2 separate regions of the Manis javanica genome follow, and region 1 is linked to region 2. The links are chromatin contacts, called in public Hi-C maps. All regions are on one chromosome and are shown on one strand. The core of a region is the stretch at or near the end of the contact, and the rest is flanking DNA. Distances in the headings are between cores, read along the strand shown. Region 1 holds the start of MIURF (mitochondrial elongation factor 1 upstream open reading frame). Region 2 holds the start of CBX7 (chromobox 7).

What was found. Hi-C and Micro-C count contacts between places; a contact is called where the count stands out from the background.
Region 1: a contact with region 2 is called in a Hi-C map of blood, with 8 times the contacts expected there. The contact joins the promoter of MIURF here to the promoter of CBX7 in region 2. A contact is called at or near these places in 2 of 2 Hi-C or Micro-C datasets (blood and fibroblasts).

What each region holds. Positions count from the first base shown.
Region 1 is chr10:110,804,168-110,806,867 of MJ_LKY, forward strand. MIURF (mitochondrial elongation factor 1 upstream open reading frame) reads left to right here and starts at 1,383. Exons shown (of 1, transcript XM_073213899.1): 1 at 1,383-1,595. The coding sequence starts at 1,383. The coding sequence ends at 1,595.
Region 2 is chr10:110,500,104-110,502,803 of MJ_LKY, forward strand. It overlaps CBX7 (chromobox 7), which reads right to left and starts at 1,445. Exons shown (of 6, transcript XM_037006940.2): 1 at 1,152-1,445. The coding sequence starts at 1,220.

The sequences.
Region 1 (2,700 bases), core at 133-2,632, 300 kb after region 2:
CTCCCACATCGGGAGGTCTTTGGGGAGCCCTTTTGCATTTGAGGAAAAAGGGACAGGGACAGGGATAGTGGCTCGCTCACGCTCACTCAGAAAGTTGGCAAGGCCGAAGCATGATGGCTAACTGACCTCGGACTCAAAGTCCAGATCTTTTTTACCAAATACTACCCCCAGTCAGTCTTATTTCTTGATTTCTGAAAGAGGGGTGATCATTTCTTCTACATAGGGACATTGTGAGCATTCCGCCTTTCATTCAATTTGTTTTTGGAGAGTTTGTGGAGCACCCATAAGTGCTGTACACATGGTAAGATCCCAGTGAATGGTAACTATCCTTAAAGAGGCGGGCAGAGTTGGGGTCGGGCGCAGCCCCTTTTACAGCTGTGCCTATGGGCAAGTTATTTCCTCCTGAAAACTTCTGTTTCCTCCACCTAAAATGAGGATAATGGTGACACTGGATTGTTAATAGAATGAAAAGGGTCATGTGGGGCATGCTTAGAACATGCATGGTATATAGTGAACACTCGATCAGTGTTCTCTGTTAATTATGAGCCCTGAACACCTCATAGGTTCCTTAATTTAAATGTGATAATGGATGACAAAGCACTTTACAAATGATAACACTGTACTTGTGTACGGGTTTATTGTTCCTGAAGGAGATGGTGGCAGTTTATGTGTAACTAAATCTAGTGTTTGTCGAATACCTACAAACCAGGCTAGGTGGCACTAGTAATTGCTGTCCCTGACAGACTGCTTAGTATGTGCCAAGTGCTGTTCTAAACACATCTACATATATTATTAACTCATTTACTCCTCGTACCAATCATATGGGCAGAGTACAGTTGTAGCCCCCATTCTACAGATAAAAGAACTGAGATAAGCACGGAGAGATTAGGAAATTTGCCCAAGGTAATCAATCAGCTCATAAATGGTGGTGCCAGGATTCAAGTATGGCTGAGAGTCCTTGTTTTCAACCACTCAGGACCACTCCTTGTGGTGAAGTTTTATTATACGTGCTTCACATGCATTATCTCATGCAGTTCTCAAAATAGCACTGTGGTAGGTACTGTTTGTATCTCCATTTTGCAACTGAGGAAGCTGATACTCAGAGGGGTTAAGTACTTTGCCTAGAGTCATGTGACACCTTAGTGACAGAACCAGGAATTAAGCCCTGGTCCTTCAGCATAACCTATACTTGCCTAGAAGGGGGAATCTAAAGGCTGGGGTCTAGTCCTAGCCCTGCCACTAAACTGTAGTGTGATTTTGGGCATCTGAAACCTAGATTAAGAACTTCTGAATTGTAGGCCCTTCTGGCATTAGTTCTGACTCTAGGCTTCTGTTTTTTCCCTTCTGCTTATAGCTTGACGCCCAGCCCTTACCAGTCCCCCATGGCCCCATGGAGCCGAGAGGCAGTGCTGGGTCTCTACCGGGCTCTGCTGCGCCAGGGCCGGGAGCTTCACTACACCGATAGAGACTTCTACCTTGCCACCATCCGCCGTGAGTTCCGGAAAAACAAGAAGCTAGAGGATCCTGAGGCCCGGGAGAGGCAGCTGGAAAAGGGCCTGATCTTCCTCCACAGCAAACTGGGCGGGATTATTTAGGATCTTCTTTCACCTCCCATCCTAGTGCCAAGGGAAAGAGGACAGAGGTGCCTTCCATAGACACCCCTGCTCTCTCCCACCCCCGCCTCACAGATGCAGTAAGAAGCTTCAGGTAGGCAGATTGTTGTTCCTATAGGTTTCATTTTTTCTGTTGCAGGGGACCGGGAGAGAGAGAGACACTTTCCTTTTATTGACCAAAGTCTTTTCGTCATTAGAAATCAAATGACCAAAGTCATTAAAAATCAATGGAGGAAACAGACATATTGACAGAAGTATGTTCCCTTATTGCAAAAACACCCTGAGTTTCCAGCCCCACCAGAACAGAATAGTTATCACCATTTTATTTCATAGAACATTTTACATATGAAAGTGTTTAAAAAGACATTGGTTAAATCAGAGCTCAGTTCCAGACTGCCTCGTTCTTCAATTATCTTGTGGGTCAGATAACATAGCGCTGTTCTGTTACAACACAGTCTATAAAGCAAGCACAGTGTATGGGCTTCAGAGGATGGTGCCTGGGCTTAAATTCTGGCACTGCTGCTAATGCTGTGGGATTTAGGGCAAATCACAATCTTTCCAGGCTTCCATTTTTTCATTTGTAAAATGGAAATAATAGTACTTACCTTTTCAGGTGAGAATTAAATGAGGCAGTGCACACACAGCGCTTGGAATGGTACTTAGCAAGCAGTATATTAGCCCTGTTTACTCCTGAAACCAGTGTTACCAAGAAGTCCCACTGTAACACATGATTGTGTTTAATTCAGCAACTTTCCCAGAGGGCCCTCTGTGGCTGTGGCGTTGTGGTAGGCTCTGGGAGAGAGATGAGTGATACGGTCCATCCAGGGGCTCAGTCTAATGCTTCCTCAGTCAGGGAAATAATTCCCGTGTGAGCAGCTGTGTACTAGAGCGTCGTATAAGAGCTTGGGGATGTATAAGAGCTTTTTAAACATTTTCATGTGAAGATGTAACTGCTTGGCTTAGTGTTGTGGGCATCACAGGTGGCATAGAAAAGAAGACATTTCACGTCTACCTCAAATGAGAACTTGAAGCTTGCTGGGCAGGTGAGCAAGAATAAGCAAATGTGGAGGTGGAAACTGCATTTTGT
Region 2 (2,700 bases), core at 195-2,694:
AGGAAACCCTGGAGGAAGTGGGGAGGAGCAGCTCGGACCTGAATACAGTTCAACCCCATCTGGGTTGGGGGAAGAAAAGCTCATGGCCCACCTTGACCTTCCCCCTTGGCCCAAGATGCCAGAGCCAAGTTTTCTCTCTGGAAAGAAGATCAGCTGGCAATCAGCCAACTCGAGCTCCCGCTCTACCTCCATCCCTAACTGGCCGCATGACCTTGACGAGGTCATTTCCCCTGCCTGGGCCTCAGTTTCTGTCTTTGTCAAAAGAGGAGAGGTAACCTGTGACCCCTCCCAGCCCTGCCGCTGGATCAACCCAAGGGGCTGAACAGAGGAGATCCAGGAAAAGGATGGCAGTGAGCACCAGGAAAGGAACTTTTCCCGAAGAATTCCATCCCCAACCTCCAGCCCGGGGGAGCGCACTCCGCAACACGTGCACAGGAAGCGTGTGGGCCGCCAAAGCCCAGCCCCGAGGCGCCGGCACCGGACCCAGCACAACAGATGCCTCCTTAAATTGCAGGCTGTGTGTCTGTTTTGGAGGCGTAGGAGCGGGGGGAGGCGCCTGGAGGATGCCCGAGCGCTGTAGGCGGCTTCACTGGGCCGCCGGGCGGGGCTGAGAGCTGGGGTGGGGAAGAAAGAGGGGTGTGCACTTTAGAGGGGGGGAAAGACGGAGGTGGGGGTGTGGAAGGGATCGGAGAAGGTCTAAGTCCAGTAATTTGACTTCAGAGGCAGGACACTGTTCCAGAGCTCCGCCTCCAACTTCAAAGGTCTTGGTCGCAAGAGTCCAGAGTCCTGAGTTCTAGACCCAGTTCGGACGTTAACACACTAGGCAAGCCCTTTGCTTAACTTGGGCCTCAGTCTCCCCATATTTAGAATGAGGAGGATGAGGATGATCATTCAGGATCCCTAAAGTCTGACCCTCATCTCCAGCTCTGGTGGGCTCAGCTGCCCCCAGGATCCGGGTAGATAACTTTTATTCTACTTATCCTACAAGGTGGAGGGGAAACTGAGGCACAGACTGGGGAGCCAAGCCCAGCAGCGCAGGGCTGCCTGGGCCTCCCGCCCCACTTTCCCCTTCGCTCCCAGGTGAAGGGGACGGTGCTGGGGACAGGAGGGACCCCAGAGGGGTCCTGGGAGCCGCCCCCACGCAGCCTCACCTTCCGCACGCGCTTCTTCCGGATGCTCTCCACAGCGAACACCTGCTCGCCGATGGCTGACAGCTCCATGCGGGGCGGAGGGCGAGCTGGCCCGAGGCCGGGCTGGGCTGGGGGCGGAGCTGCGGGGCCGCGGCTGTGGCGCGCGATGGTCGGGCCGCGGGGTCCCCGTCACCCTCGCCCGGGCGCGCACGCGCACGCGCACGCGCGCACACCCCCTCGCGCTCCCTCACGCTGCCGACGTTCCATTTTTGAACCTGCGCAACATTTTCCTCAGCGCGAGCGAGCGAGCGAGCGCGCGGGCAGGGGCGGGGCAGGGGCCTGGCTCGCGCCAGGCAGGTCACGCCCCTCCCCCTGGTCGCCCTCTCCTTACTGGCCACGCCCCTAGTCACGCCCCACATTCTCCGTCCCCAGGGAGTCCCGCGCGCGGTAGCCTGGGCCGCTCACCTCAGCGCCTTCGGCCCGGGACTTATTTGGCGCGTGCGCTGCTGGGCTCCCGGGGGCGATGAGATCTTAACATCGCCCGGGGGCGATGAGAAGCGTTTTCAAAGATCCTCCGGACGACACTGAGGGGCGTGGCCCGGGAGGGGGGCGGAAAAGAAACCTGCAGGGCGGGGGAGGCCGTTCGCCCCATCTCGCAAAGTAGTAGGCGGGGCTGGGGCGCGGACCCTCGAGCTAGAGGAAGGCGGGTGCTGCCGAGGCTCCCCAACCTGATGGGGCGCCACAGGGCTAAGCGCTCTCCAGATTCAGGCTCCGGAGCGCTGTGGTTCGGCCTGTCCTGAGCAGGCGTCTCCACGTCTGTCCGTCCATCAGGCTTTGGGCGGTGGTGCTGAGATGCCCGGGTCCGTCGCGGACGCTGTGTCGAGGGCCCCGAGAGGGCGACAACTCGCACAAAGTGCGGCTGCAGCGGACACACGGTGCACCCGGGATGGATTTTGCCACTGGTCTGCCCCCACCCCGCGCACACATAGCACACACACGCACACACGCTTGATCTCGGCGCGCAGTAGGTGTTCGACTATTTGTGGAATGACCGGACCTTGACGTCCTAGACGAACTCTGACCCCAGCCGCCCCAAACCCCCTCTGTTTTCGCCGACGACGCCGCCGTTCACTCTCGCGAGCAACGCGGAGCCATCCGCGCCCCTCCGGCTCCCGCCGCCTATCCGCGCTGATCCTGAGCCCTGGCCCTCTGTCCTGCCCCAGGCACAGCCCTCGTCCTTTCTCTGGGCTGCAGGAACAGCCTTCCCGCCGAGCAGCCGTCTCGGAGCCCGTGTCCGCACCGTGCCGGAGGGGCGCTTTCTAAAACGCGCGTGCGACTGGGTCGCTCTAGTGCTTAAAAATTTTCCATGGCTCCCTGTTCCCCTCAGAGTAAAGTCCAAATACCTTACTCCGGAGCGCGGAAAGAAGAAATGATAGATTTATACTGGACTTTTCAGTAGAAGCAACGGAAGCTAGCCAGAAGGCAGTGGAATGGTACGTCCAATGTCCTGAGAGAAAATAACCGTCATCTTACAAATACCCAGGGAAAATGTCTTTCAAGAATTGTGTCC